5 separate regions of the Mus musculus genome follow, and all the other regions are linked to region 1. A link is a contact called in public Hi-C and HiChIP or PLAC-seq data. All regions are on one chromosome and are shown on one strand. Each heading gives the region's core, a stretch centred on a gene start, on an enhancer-like site or on the middle of the called end of the contact. The rest is flanking DNA. Distances are from core to core; before and after follow the strand shown.

Region 1 (2,587 bases), core at 48-2,547:
TCAGCAGAACTCTGGGAGGCCAACCTTTCAAGGGCCAGCAGCACACACTCCTCAGTGCTCCTTCTTAGGCCACTCTGAGTTCCTAATATGGCATCAGTCATCCCAAGAGGAGCTCTAGGAGGCACCAGAAACTCTGGGCATTGCTACTGTGGTACCTGCAGGTGATCCTGGCTCTGCTGCTGCTGCTGGAGCAGAGGAGGCTGGCTGTGTGCTGCTTGCTTTCCTCCAGCTTGCTGTATTTTGTGTGTGTGTGTGTGTGTGTGTGTGTGTGTGTGAGGGGTGTACCTATTGTTTTCTTATGTCTGGGGAAGACCAGGAAGGACAGTTGTTTCTCTTTTACACATACACACACACACACACACACACACACACACACACACACACACAGAGAGAGAGAGACAGAGAGACAGAGAGACAGAGAGACAGAGAGACAGAGAGAGACAGAGACAGACAGAGACAGACAGAGACAGAGACAGAGAGACAGAGAAGAGAGATGGGGTGGGGTGGGGGACAGGGAGGAGTGGGGGTTAGAGGAAGAATTGGGGATGGGGTGGAGAGGTGGGGCATATTTCTGAGTCAGTTGCAGATCTGGACCCCTTGAGACAGCAAAATAATCAAAAGAGTTTCTGGGCATTCCCCGAGTCTCCAGCCTTCATCTCTGCAGCCGTTGGCTGAGCCCTAATATATGCCAAGCACTCAAACCTTTTAAACCTTGTGGCCCTATGCTGAAAGAGGAGTTGTTGTTATTCTCAGGAAACGAAGGCCTGGGCTTGAAACATCCACAAAATACCAAGGCCTCCAGTTTACAGGTGGAGGAGCCTCAACTCAGATCTGGCTACCACGGTAGACATCTGTGCTCCAGTTCCTGAGGAAGAGGAGCCCTTCTCGCTGAGTGTGAGCTGAATGTGGTCTCACCTGCTTCACACCTTATCTGAAGTTGCACAATGCTATTTGTCCCCAGCCATGTCAGTAGCTTTCCTGAAAGTGCCCAACCCCAACCTACTCTCCTCCCCCCCCGCCCCCCCCGCCCCCCCCCACCCCCACCCCCACCCCCACCCCACCCCCACCCCCGTCTCCTTCCAAGACTTCTGGGGATGCATTGTACCAGTGACTCTCCACCAAGGTCCTGGGAGGCTGTGTGGCAAGCTGATGTTCCCCGGCTGATTCTGGTTTTGTTTTTGTTTTTAGGTTTTTTTTTTTTTTTCTGGCCTGCTTCCTGCCACAAACTCTCTCTCCCTAGAAACCATCAAGTTGAGGCCCCTCCCTCACCCTAGAAGTAGCTCAGATGTGGAGAGCGTACTTCCTCATCTCAGGCTGTGGGGTTGCCTCCCTGTCTCTGTCTCTAGGGCACAGAATGCACACTGGACCCAGAACGTGGAAACATAGGGCTTCTCTTCCATTCACGACTGCTGTGGCGTTGTTGCCCTTACTGGCTGAGTCCTTGCTCCGGGGTGTCCCTGGGGACAGACACAAAGCCAAATGTGGAAAAGGAGTAAGCTCTTCCTCTGTCTAGCCTCCCCACTTTAGAGATGAGATCAGAAGGAGAGAAAGAATTGACCCAGTCTATAAGCCTGCATAGACATTACAGACACAGCTGAGACTGGGTAACGCCGCAGGGGCTGCAGTTGTCTGCAGACGAGAGACTGACAACCTGGGATCCTTGCACAGCAGGCAGGCGTGGGCCAGTTCACTGGAGCAACATCATAAGCTCCCCAAGGGGATGGGGAATCCGATGGAAAGGAGCTTAGTAGCTTCAGCACCTAAAACTAAGAACTGTGGTCTCTAAGGCTCCTTGCATCTGGGATAATGGGGAATGCCTGCCAGCGGTAGAGAGAGCCTTCTGCACAAAGAGGGCTACTGGCCGTCAACCAGTATGCCCTCTGAAGTGAAGGGCTGGACCCCTTCAAAAGTCACCTCTATTATGTTATCATTGAAGTTAGTGTATGTGGACGCACATTCTGTAGTGTGTGTGTGTGTGTGTGTGTGTGTGTGTGTGTGTGTGTAGGCAGAGACAATGTTGTGGAGTTGGTTTTCTCCTGCTACCTTTACATGAGTTCCAGGGGTGGGCGTTTGGTCATCAGGCCATGTCAGGGTAAACTCCATTCACTAGCTGAGTCACTGCCTCAGCCCGGGTCTGAGCCTCTTAATATACCCTGTGGGTTCAGTGTCTGAGTCCATGAGGGGTCCCTACATAGAGAGAATCTCAGGCCTAGGAGATGGGTATAGAACATTGCAGAAGCTCAGCAGGAATTGGTGCCAGAGCCATCTTGGTTTGGTTCAAGGACTGTGGCCTATACACCTCTGTGTCCTTGGGATCTTGGAGAATGGAGTCCAGTGGTCCTGTCTCGTGAGGTGAACAGATCTGTCATTTCATTCTGGCCTCTCCTCTACTTGGCTGTGTCCATGGGTGTGTGACCTGTCACCTGAGTGGGGTTTTGCACTCCCATCCTGGCAGCAGCAACTCCGCCCCTGTGAGGTCTTATGCAGATACGTGACGCTCTTGACCTGAAGCTGAGGGCGGAAGTGGTTTGAATCCCACATCTTGATTTACTGGGTGGGGTAGTCACCCTTCACCGTTGCTTTTTCA
Region 2 (2,587 bases), core at 62-2,561, 780 kb after region 1:
CTTTTCTTGGCATCTATGTCTGGTGAGACTCAAACAAAGACAGTGTGAGAGTCATGAAAGTAGATTCTAGAAACCCAGAGACACAGGGCAGACCAGTGGACAGGAATATCTTCCGAACCAAACTCACTTTCAGGAGTAAAGCTGTGTCCACTTGCAAAAGCGTGCATCACATCTGGGCTTGTATCACATCTGGGCTTGCCAATGGTTGGCCATCCCTTGTAGGAGGAGGGGCAGAGAGGACACAGCCCTTTCTCTAACCAGTTATGCACAATTCTGTCCTGATTGCACATGACCTCAGGAAAAGGCAAGAAGTCTACAGGCTGGGAGGGACTAGGGACAGGCTCAATCTGCATCTCCGTGTAGGAGTTACCATGCCTGCTGGGTGCAGACTTTCCAGTGTGGCAGCTTTAAGGCCACTCGTGCTGCCCATAACCCTTTATTTACTGATCTGTTAGTAATCCTAATAAACTTGTTGGTTTCTCAGAGTGAACTTGGGCTGAGTCATACCTATTTGTTATTAGGGCCTTTTGAAGAGGGGATGTACATAGGATGTGTTGCCTAGTCCTCCCAACCCCCACAAGGAAATCCTCATAACAAATAGCCATGTAATTCCCCCAGGCTGGGGAGCCAGACAGACTGTGTTTGAATCTGCCTCACTAGTATGCAAATATTTAATGCTAACATTACTGCTATTTATAGACTCAAGAAAGAGGCTCAGGAGAAGCAGAGCTGGGAACTCTAGAAAAGGAAGATAGTTCCAGAAGGATGGGGGATGTCTTCCAATTATGAGAAGACAGAAATAAGTCATTTTACAGAAGCAATTGCAGAGATCCTGTGTTTTCCCATGATGCTTCAGGGGAGTCAAGGTTTTTGTTTTGTTTTTAAAGGACAGAGGGCAAGAGATCCAGCCAAAAGAGATAGAGAACCAAGTTCCCCACCCTCAGCCTGTAAGGTGAGTGATGGAGTGGCCAAATCCCAGAATGTGCTGTGGCTTGTAAATTCCCGAGGACAATAGAAAGGGCTTTGTTAGGATGTGTTCCAACACAGCCAAGAATGAGGGAAGAGCGTGCCAGTGCTGAGGCAGAGAGAGCCGAGCATCTGTCTGACCTCTGTCTTCTTCCTCAGGTGAATTGGCTGAGAACACAAAAGGTGAAGACAGGCAGAGTCAAGAAGAAATCAACACTAGATTAAGGGGCCTAACAGGCTTCCTGGCTGAACAAGGTCACCAGCCAGAAACAGCAGCAGCCAGCAAGGCCTTGGCTCCTAAGCTGACAAGCTCTCCGTAACAAGGAACCTCTTCAGGGCTCTGTTCTCAGTCCCAGCTGTTTTTTCTGAACAACTGAATGAAGATCAGCACAGAACTCAGTACAGAAAGGGCCTGACACCGGCTATTGTCAACATGGGACAATGTTACACCCGATCTCCCTCCCTCCCTAATCCGTGCCTTGCCAAAAGCCTTTGGGCAATGCCTGGAGACCACTTTGGGCTACAACAGATGTGTAGGGGGGACTGTTGGTGTCCAGCAGATAGAAACTGGGTGTGCTGCATTACTTCCCACTGTGCTAAGTGAAGATCCCCACAGGAAAAACTGACTTAGCCCAGCATGTCAGTACCGATGACACTCAAGAATCCTTAGTCTAAACAAATGATTGTAGAATGAATGAATGAATGAATGAATGAATGAATGTGACTCAGCACTGTTGTGAGCCTAGGAATGCAGATGGGCAAAATGGTCTCTCCCTTAAGAGCTCCCACTCTAGAACAGGATAGAAGTCCAGCTAGGACATGAGGTGGAGCTAAAGGGTAAGTGGGGGTGTGGCATGTTCTTGGCAGGTTGTGAACACCACATGTAACTCGGTGTGCTTAGACTGCAGCTGGAAAGAGAGAGCAACTGAGGCAGGCTGAGGACGGGCTGAGTGCTAGCTACAGTAAGACCCTAGGTGCTGTCCTCCAGGCATACGGCTCAGGAAAGCTACTGAGCATGGTAACATGGTCAGATCTTGTTCACAGTAAATATACTTAGTAGCTCTGGTTGAAAAATTCTTCCCTCCAGCCAAGAATTAGCACAGTAATCTCATCCATAAATCTACCAGGATGACCTCATGCACCAAACAGTAGAATATGCTGGAACCTTGGAGAATACCCTGGAACACTCTGCCCATGGAGATGTGTCAGATTATTTTCTAAGTACAATTCAGTAATTTTTAATAAATCTGCAGAATTGTGCAATGATCGCTATAATCCAGTTTTAGAATATTTCTGTCACCCCAATTACTCCCCTGTGTGCATTTATACTCAATCACCACTCCTAACCCCAGCCCGAGGCAGTTACCAATCTGCTGTCTATCTCGTCGTAGCTGCCATTTCAAGACAATTCAGATGAATGGAACCATGCAACCCCTGCTTTTGCGCCTGCAGCTTCTCTCACTTAGCGTGAATCAGTAGTTCGTCCCTCTTTATCGCCGAGTGATACCTCAGTCCCATACCTATGTAAAAGTCTATGCTGGTTATAGAATGAAGGATGGAGCAGGGGAGGGGGGGGGAGAGGGAGAGGGAGAGGGAGAGGGAGAGGGAGAGACCAGTCAGG
Region 3 (2,587 bases), core at 54-2,553, 660 kb after region 1:
GGTGGGTGCTTGTCTTAGTGTTTCATTGCTGTGAAGAGACACCATGGCCACAGCAAGTCTTGTAAAGGAAGACTCCGGAATTGGGGCTGGCTTAGAGTTTCAGAGGTTTAGTCCATTATCGTCATGGTGGGAAGCATGGCAGTGTGCAGGCAGACACGGTGCTGCAGGCAGCAAGGAGAGACTATGTGCCACACAGCATAGTGTGAGCATATAAGCCCTCAAAGCTCATCTCCACAGGAACATACTTTCTACAAAAGCTCACACCTACCCCAACAAGGCCACGCTTCCTGATAGTGACACTCCCTATGACCAAGCACTCAAACACATGAGTCCATAGAGGCCATTCCTATTCAAACCACCACAGTGTTGGAACTGAACCCGAGTCCTTGACCAAGCACCAATTCATTGCAGTTATTTTCACCATCAAGTACTTTTGCTTTACCATCCTAAGTGTCTTCGGACCCAAGCCCCTGACCGTGTTACAGTTACATTGAATTCGTCATTCCCCACATGGTTCTCTGCACCCTCTGGCACCTGCTGCTCCCTCCACCCCATCCCTCTTCCCACTCAGATTCCACCCTTGCCGGCCTTAGAGACATTGCCTAGATGCCCAGTCTATGGCTATCCATGCAACCCTGGGTCCCAGTGCCGATTTATGGTGGATGTCATGCTGAGATGGTACCCGTGAATGACCCAACAGAGATGGGGTCCCAGTTCCCTGAGAGCAGAGACATATCTCTCCACACACGTGTACACACCACACTAGCAGTGCCTGTGCCTGCACACATACACAGACACACATGGACAGATTCACCTTCCTGTCTCTGGAGCAGAAGGACACTTGGTTCTGCCTTCAGGAAGGGCCATCAGACACCCGCAGACAGACTTTCCCCTGTGTGTGTGTGGCTCCAAACCTAGGCTGTGTTTCTGAAGCAGAAAGTGAGAAGAAACTACCCTTGTGATTGGGAGCCCTCAGGCCACGGCCACTGTGTGTCATCTAAAGGAGAACTGAAACTCAGAGTCCCAAATAGAGAAAAGAGAAGCAACGCGGCCAAGCCTGCCCATCCCCTCAGCACAGCAAAGTAAATCCAGTGGTTTGCTCCTTTTTTTTTTTTTTTTTTTTTTTTTCTGCTGTGCTAGCTGTAGGGCTGTAGGATGAGCAAGCCAGAAAGTTCACTGGGGTAATCCCAACACAGGTCACTGGCCTCTGTCTGGTGACTTCAACAGGATCTCATAACTACTCCCCAACCCCTGGCATCCCTCTCCTGGCCTTTGCTTCCCTCTGCTAGGTCCAAGTCAAAACAGTTCCCCTACTAGAGGCCTGGCCCAGCCAGCCCATCACCAGAGCATAGGGCACAGGCCAGAACCAGAGCTTGCGACATGATTCACTTTGTCTGTGGACAGATTGATGCAACTGTGGGTGAGAAGTCGTTCTTCAAATGGAAAAAAAAAAAAACCTGGCTACAATGCAGGGAAAGGTGGGGCTGGGGCTGTATCGGAGCTGCAGGGGCAAAGCTCCACAGTCTCCCCCCACCCCCCCACCCCCTACACACCCCCATCCCAGGCTTGGGCTTTCAAAAGCAACCCTGCTGAGGAGTGTGTATCTTCTACCTAGAAAGATACATTGGGTGAAGAAGGAAAAAGCTCTTGGGTAAAGGGCCCCAGCAGAATGGAGCTCTCTCCCTGGGCAGCCAGCATGTGGCTACACATGATTCTGTTTTTAAATTAGCGCATAATGTGTTAGAAGCCAGTAGGATATCTTCTAACAAAGTGTGAGTCCCTTCCCCTCCCAACCACACTAGCAGTTCCTCTTCCTCCCTTGTGGCTGCCTCTGATCTCTTTCCCCTTTCAAGCGCCAAGTGTCCTGACCCCCGTCCTTTCTCATTACCTAATATTACTTCTCTTGGCCGTCTCTCTAGACTTTTAGATTTTACCCATGCGAATGCCTGTGCATATGTTCACATATGAAGGAAAATGTGTTTTCTGTCTAAGTTTGGGTTTAGCATTGTTTAGCGTTATACTTCCCAGATCCATCCATTTTCCTGAAAATTCTGTGACATCATTTTTCTTCACCACTGCATACTATTTCATCATGTATATGTGCCAGATCCCCATTATCCACTCATCGGTTGATGGACGCATAGGCTGGTCACGTTTCCCTGTTATTGTGAACATAGCAATGGTATGCACATAGGCATGCACACGAGTGTGCAAATGTCTCTGTGGTAGGATATGGAGTGCTTTGGAGTCTAGGAATGCTAGAGCCAGGACACATGATTGTTTTATTTTTAATGTCTGGGGTTTTTTTTTGTTTTTTGAGAAAACTCCAAACTGGTTTGCACAATGGTTGTGCTGACTTGCACTCCTGCCAAGAGTAATGAAGGACCCTTCCCTTCCTCTCCAACCTTTGGGGTCAGATTTCTTAATGGTATCCCTTCTGACTGATGTGAGCAGGTGTCTCAAAGAAGGGCTTTTTTCTTTCAAGATTTTTTTTTGTTTGTTTGTTTGTTTGTATGAGTATTTTGCCTGCATGGATGTATATGTACCACATGGGTGCAGTGCCCGTGGAGGCCAGAAGAGGGCGTTG
Region 4 (2,587 bases), core at 52-2,551, 630 kb after region 1:
CATTTCACCAGCCTGTTCTTGCTGTGATTTTTCTAAAGGTTTCTGACAAAGTCTCTGCGGCTGGTTCAGTGTATGTTAAGAAACCGTTGTACAAGGGCTTCTTAGCACCAGGCTGACAAGCAGTCCTGCAGGAAGGACAAAAGAGCCCACAGAAACCTGCCTCACTCTTTCCCCTGCACTCTGATCTCACAGTGATCACTGGACGCTGACCATCCCATAACTGGCCCTTAAGTGCACAGAAAACACCCCTGGCTGTCAGCTGTGGGTGCTCGCCTGTGTTCTCATGGGTAGTGGTGGCAGGTGGTCGTCATCCTCAGCTACAGTCACACGAGCCTTGTTCAGAACTCAGGGACCAGGTGTCTTCTGCAGATCGGAGGTGGGGATTTTGATAGGTGTTGCTGTGACCAGTCTGTATGTTACAGAACACCTCCAGCAAGGCGGTGGAGACAGCCCATGTGATCACACACTTAGTATTTCTGCAGCCACGCGCTCAATACTCCTTCTGAATCAAAGGCTATGAATAACCACAGGTCAGCCGGAGCGAGCCACTGCCGCTAAGTGTGTTCAAGAGAAAGTGACAAGGTCAACTTTTTGACTCGCAGAGCTCTAGACTCAGAAATGGTGGGGAAGGCACGATCCCTTGGAAAGCCTGACCCTGCAAAACCCTGTCAGCTGACAGCGTGCCTCTCTAATTCATTCTGCCCTGCAGCAGGTGAGCATCCAGTGTGCTGCGCCTTCCTTAAGTTCCCAGTGTCAGGGGCTGAGTCTTACAAGCATCAGTTTCCCATGGAGCATGAAGCCTAGGGGCTGGCAGGATGGCTTAATGGGTGAAGGCACTTGCTGCCAAGTCTGATGACCTGGGTTCAATCCCCAGGATGTACACGGTGGAGAGGACCAACTCTTAAAAGTTGTCCTCTGACCTGCAAACACTCGCCATGGCTAGTGCATTACCCACCTCCCACCCCGCTCCCAACCCCACTGCCACAGACAATGTTTTGTTGCTGTTGTTGTTGTTTTTAGAAGCCTGCTTCTGCTGTTGCTGGCATGTGTGTTTCCAGTTTCAGCCCACTTTAAAGAAATGTCACAGGACAGAGTACTGCACCCTAGTCACACACCCACACGCACCACTGATTAGGCATCAAGGGAAGGGCAAGGGCAGTGAGCATGAAAAGTCTAATCCTGCACCTGCACCTCGGTTCCAGAGCAGCAAGTGCTAAGGGACAAAATTTCCTACCACAATTCTGTGAGCCTAGGGTTTGAATTCACACTAGACCCGGGACAAGGCAAGCCATCCAGGTTGGTGGCGCCCCCTCGTGGTTTGTAGAAGCAACTACAAGTGCTATCTACAAGTAAGGTATCTCGAAATGTCCCCTAGAAGGGGGAAAAATGCCACCAGTTGAAAGCCACTGATTGAGATCCTCAAATCTTTGCATATAACAATGATGCGGCCCAAATATATAACACATATGAATTAAATGAATAGAAACAAAGGTGGAATAGAAAAAAATAGCAAAAGTATAAGACACTATCAAAAGTTATAGCCAGAAGCTTGGTTAAGATCAAGGTTTCTGGAAATGAAAAATATACGCAGTGAACATGGATAAAGAAGAAATTAATGAGTTAGAAGGCAACTTTGAAGAAATCACATCAAGTGCATCAAGAAGGCAAAAGCTAGGGCCTGGGGAGATGGCTCAGTGGTTAGGAACACTGACTGTTCTTCCAGAGGTCCTGAGTTCAATTCCCAGCAACCACACGGTGGCTCACAAACATCCGTGAAGTGATCAGATGCCCTCTTCTGGTGTGTCTGAAGACAGCTACCGTGTACTTATATACATAAAATAAATAAATAAATAATTCTTTTTTTTTTAAAGAAAGCAAAAACTAAACATAAAAATGTACCAGAGAGGCTAAAAGTTAGGGCTCTGTGGTCGTCTGTGTCTAAAATGACCAACTTGGGGGAAGGGCTCAAGGAGAATAAATGGGATGGGAAGGGGTGGTGTTTAAAAGGATAATGCCAGAGAGACACGCTTGGGTTCTCACAGCAGTGAGTATGATGGGTGCCAGGTGGTGTGGAGGTGCCGCTTTCTGTGAGTTGGATGTAGAAAAGAAGGGCTGAGAACTGAGAGTGAGTGCCCATCTAACCCACAGGTCCCTTTAAGGGCTGCCCTGTATGGCACCAGGGACCACAGAGTCCCAAAAGGCACTTCATCGTGGGAACAACTGACTGGAGCGTGGCTTTGGAGGGCAGGCTCTTCCAAAGCTGAGGCGAGAGACCTTGATATGAGGCCTGTGTTCTACAGAGCAGCCAGGTGGGCTCTCTGGGGGTAGATTCAGGAAGACGGGGGTTGAGGAGGGGGCAAGGCAGTGTTCCACACAGGGAGAAGGATGAAAAAGAAATACATGGGCAACCCTGAACACTGTGCACCATGATGAGGGACATTTAAGGGAGCTGTCTCAGCCTGATGAGTGGCCAGAGAGGCCATTCTAGAAAGGTCCCTTGAGCAATACGTTGGGGTGCTTGGACTTGAAACGGTGCTAGCCTTTGACAAACTACAACCTGCAGGCCACAGCTGGTTTACTGCTGTTT
Region 5 (2,587 bases), core at 44-2,543, 610 kb after region 1:
CATCAGGCTCCCCTTTTTGGAGCTGAGCACCTCCTGTTAGCCTGGGAGCCCTGCCTTTTTAAGTACAGTGGTTAAATGGGAGTAGTACATTGGTAGAAAGAGCTCAGTGGGAGACATCAGGATCTGAGAGACCATTGACAAGACTGTCTGAATCCCTTCCCTCTCTTGAAAACTCACCATACATTTGTTTGTTTGTTTGTTTGTTTGTTTGTTTGAAGCAAAATACTTTTCAACACCTGTGCTTCCAGAGTTCTAAATCAGCATGTGGATTTTGGGGGTGGCAGGGTGTGTGTGACAATGGTGACCATGGGTATGGCAGGTGGCATCCTAGGATCTGTTGGGTCTCTCTGTTCTCTCCCCAGATGGGGTTCCCCCCGGCTTCAGCTCAGTGCTGGCACCTAGAGATGCCAGGTGGAATCCCAATACTTTTCCTGGCAGGAGCAGCCTGGGCCCAGACACTTTGCACCTTGTTCCTGGCGGGAGAGAAAGATTCTCGCTTCCCCTTCTAGAAGCCTCCATTCCTTCCCCGTGTACACAGTGTGTCAGCCTGTCCCAAGCTGGCGAAAATCAGCAGCGTCATTATCCCTCTGTTGAGGGCTGCACACCCTATTCATGCCACTTAAGACACTAGATAAACGGCTTCTTCATTCCATAATGAAAGGAATATTTCATTTTTGCAGAGCTGGGGAGCCATTTATGGAGCGTAGGAAAACATTTATCCTGTGTTTTGGTAATAAACTGATCTGGAAGTTGGTTCTTTAGGCAGTGGCTGGGGTGTGATTCAGTGTTCTCTGAAGCTGGTGTGGGTAGGAATGGAGGAGTGTGGGGCGTGAAGTGTGGGGAGACACAAGGCCCCCAAACACCCTTTTTACTTACTGAGTTAACTTGTTGGAGACAATCCTATTGGGTGCCTGTCATTGTTATTCCAAGTTCACAGCTGGGTAAACTGAGGCAAGGAAAGGCTTTGGAACTTTCTCCAGTGGTAGGGCCAGCATCTGGTAGAGTTGTACATGAAAATACAAGCAGTCTGCCTCCAGAACTCACTTTCTTAAATACTGCCAGGGATTTGTTCTTAGCCTAAGAAAAGTCTAGAACATAGAATATACCAAGAGGAGATGAAGGGAGGGGTGTAGTTTATATAAAACCGGGAGCATGCTCCATCTTGGTATCTACTTTGTTTTGCTACAAAGGCTGTGGGTCTCCAGAGACAGGACGTGAGGGCCTTGCCTCAGGGTCCCTTTAGCTCCCTGGGAGGACACCTGCAGTCCTGGCCTCTGCTGCTCTAGACTGTCACTGTGGCCCTGCACAGGGCTTTGCTAGCAGCCCCTACTTGTGAGCTTTATGGGGGACTGGCAGACCAGAAATGCAAACCTCAACCCATTCCCCCCAGTCCCGAGGCTTCCTGCAGTTTCTGCTTCATCGCCCTCCTTTCTGCCACTCCTTGCCAGCGGTCAGACCTCACCTGCCCTATCCAGAAGCAAGAGCTGTTCCCAGGAAGAACCAGAAATGGCTTGGATGAACATTTAGTGACATCTCATTCCTGCCAAAAACAGACAAGCAGAGAAATGTTGTAAAATCACAATAACGTGCCCTTCCTTATTAAACCCCAGGCCTGCCATCTGCTGCAGAGACAGAATAACAAGACAAACAAAACAAAATAATGCCCAAAGAGGCAAAAGCAACACACATATATCCTCAACACACACACACACACACACGACAGACAGACAGACAGACAGACAGACAGACAGACAGATGCAGTAATAACACTGAGCTCACAGAGTTCATCTTTCTGGCTGTTCCCATGGTTCTAGCATAGTCTAGAAGAATGGAGAGTTGATTCCTCCCCAGTCAGAGGCCCTGGGCCTCAGTCCCACTCATATCCCTGCAGTTTCTTGTGTAAGTCATTTCCTCCCCTTCCCTAGGCCTTTAGATAGTAATGAGGTTTCCGAGCTGATGTTGGCACTCAGGCTTGCATGTTGTGCTGGTTGTTTGTTGTTGTTTGGTTGGTTGGTTTGGTTTTTTGTTTGTTTGTTTGTTTGGGTTGACACAAGCTACCGTCATCAGGGAAAGAGGGCACCTCAACGGAGAAAATGCCTCTCTAAGGATGGCCTAGAAGCAATGTGAGGCATTTTCTTAATGATTGATGCGTGAGGGCTGGGCTCCCGGTGGGTGGTGCCACCCCTGCATAGGTCGTCCTGAGTAGTATAAGAAGAGCAAGCTGAGGAGGGAGCGACAGAGGAAGAGCAAGCCTGTAAGCATCATTCCACCGTTCTTGCCTTGACGGTGTGAATGGACAGTTATGGAGACACGTGAGCCAAGCAAACTCTTTCCTCCCCAGGTTGCTTTGAGTCAATGTTTTATCAGAGCAATGGAAGGCAAATGAGAACACATGCCTGTGAAGGGCAGAGGACAGTGTGTGTGTGTGTGTGTGTGTGTGTGTGTGTGTGTGTGTGTGTACACCAGTGTGCACAGCAGTGGTCAGCCCACATGTCCTCCTCACTCACGTTGCATCTTATGTTTTGAGGCAGGCTCTTTCTGAATCTGAAGCTCTTGTTCAGCTAAACTGGCTGAGCAGCAAGTCCCA

What was found. Hi-C and Micro-C count contacts between places; a contact is called where the count stands out from the background. HiChIP or PLAC-seq counts read pairs in DNA pulled down with a chosen protein or histone mark.
Region 2: a contact with region 1 is called in a Hi-C map of cortical glia, with 1.8 times the contacts expected there. The contact joins two enhancer-like sites. A contact is called at or near these places in 4 of 15 datasets of contacts at CTCF or cohesin (the NIH/3T3 cell line, large pre-B cells, pro-B cells and 1 more), 34 of 484 Hi-C or Micro-C datasets (the AML12 cell line, B cells, the C10 cell line and 22 more) and 6 of 115 datasets of contacts at active chromatin or transcription factors (astrocytes, embryonic basal ganglia, embryonic forebrain and 3 more).
Region 3: a contact with region 1 is called in a Hi-C map of bone marrow-derived macrophages, with 18 read pairs. The contact joins two enhancer-like sites. A contact is called at or near these places in 5 of 15 datasets of contacts at CTCF or cohesin (embryonic stem cells, large pre-B cells, pro-B cells and 1 more), 29 of 484 Hi-C or Micro-C datasets (the G1E-ER4 cell line, the HL-1 cell line, Th1 cells and 13 more), 14 of 115 datasets of contacts at active chromatin or transcription factors (the NIH/3T3 cell line, bone marrow-derived macrophages, a colorectal cancer cell line and 7 more) and 1 of 9 other capture datasets (embryonic stem cells).
Region 4: a Hi-C map of bone marrow-derived macrophages shows a contact between it and region 1, with 20 read pairs. The contact joins two enhancer-like sites. A contact is called at or near these places in 3 of 39 promoter capture datasets (the C10 cell line, hippocampal neurons and pre-B cells), 5 of 15 datasets of contacts at CTCF or cohesin (embryonic stem cells, large pre-B cells, pro-B cells and 1 more), 100 of 484 Hi-C or Micro-C datasets (the 63-12 cell line, the AML12 cell line, B cells and 59 more), 21 of 115 datasets of contacts at active chromatin or transcription factors (the 230-238 cell line, T-cell acute lymphoblastic leukemia, astrocytes and 13 more) and 2 of 9 other capture datasets (embryonic stem cells and liver).
Region 5: a contact with region 1 is called in an H3K27ac HiChIP or PLAC-seq map of large pre-B cells, with 5 times the contacts expected there. The contact joins two enhancer-like sites. A contact is called at or near these places in 3 of 484 Hi-C or Micro-C datasets (bone marrow-derived macrophages, embryonic stem cells and transition I germ cells) and 3 of 115 datasets of contacts at active chromatin or transcription factors (embryonic basal ganglia, embryonic stem cells and large pre-B cells).

What each region holds. Positions count from the first base shown.
Region 1 is chr9:61,679,836-61,682,422 of GRCm38.p6, reverse strand. No RefSeq gene overlaps it. Among named protein-coding and RNA genes, the nearest start is that of Gm34770, 20 kb to the right of the region's middle. Within about 2 kb of position 1,297, at least 110 of the 459 cell types and tissues checked have an H3K27ac peak or open chromatin away from gene starts, as enhancers often do. A contact at or near this core is called in the 230-238 cell line, T-cell acute lymphoblastic leukemia, bone marrow-derived macrophages and 2 more, where this site is marked.
Region 2 is chr9:60,898,020-60,900,606 of GRCm38.p6, reverse strand. No RefSeq gene overlaps it. Among named protein-coding and RNA genes, the nearest start is that of Gm33643, 31 kb to the right of the region's middle. Within about 2 kb of position 1,311, at least 37 of the 459 cell types and tissues checked have an H3K27ac peak or open chromatin away from gene starts, as enhancers often do. A contact at or near this core is called in cortical glia, where this site is marked.
Region 3 is chr9:61,021,232-61,023,818 of GRCm38.p6, reverse strand. All of the region lies in intron 1 of Gm51680 (a long non-coding RNA gene), which reads left to right. Among named protein-coding and RNA genes, the nearest start is that of Gm5122, 5.5 kb to the right of the region's middle. Within about 2 kb of position 1,303, at least 83 of the 459 cell types and tissues checked have an H3K27ac peak or open chromatin away from gene starts, as enhancers often do. A contact at or near this core is called in bone marrow-derived macrophages, where this site is marked.
Region 4 is chr9:61,045,410-61,047,996 of GRCm38.p6, reverse strand. The region is part of intron 1 of Gm33699 (a long non-coding RNA gene); the gene reads right to left. Among named protein-coding and RNA genes, the nearest start is that of Gm46116, 10 kb to the left of the region's middle. Within about 2 kb of position 1,301, at least 20 of the 459 cell types and tissues checked have an H3K27ac peak or open chromatin away from gene starts, as enhancers often do. A contact at or near this core is called in the 230-238 cell line, T-cell acute lymphoblastic leukemia, bone marrow-derived macrophages and 1 more, where this site is marked.
Region 5 is chr9:61,074,032-61,076,618 of GRCm38.p6, reverse strand. No RefSeq gene overlaps it. Among named protein-coding and RNA genes, the nearest start is that of Gm34004, 6.6 kb to the left of the region's middle. Within about 2 kb of position 1,293, at least 7 of the 459 cell types and tissues checked have an H3K27ac peak or open chromatin away from gene starts, as enhancers often do.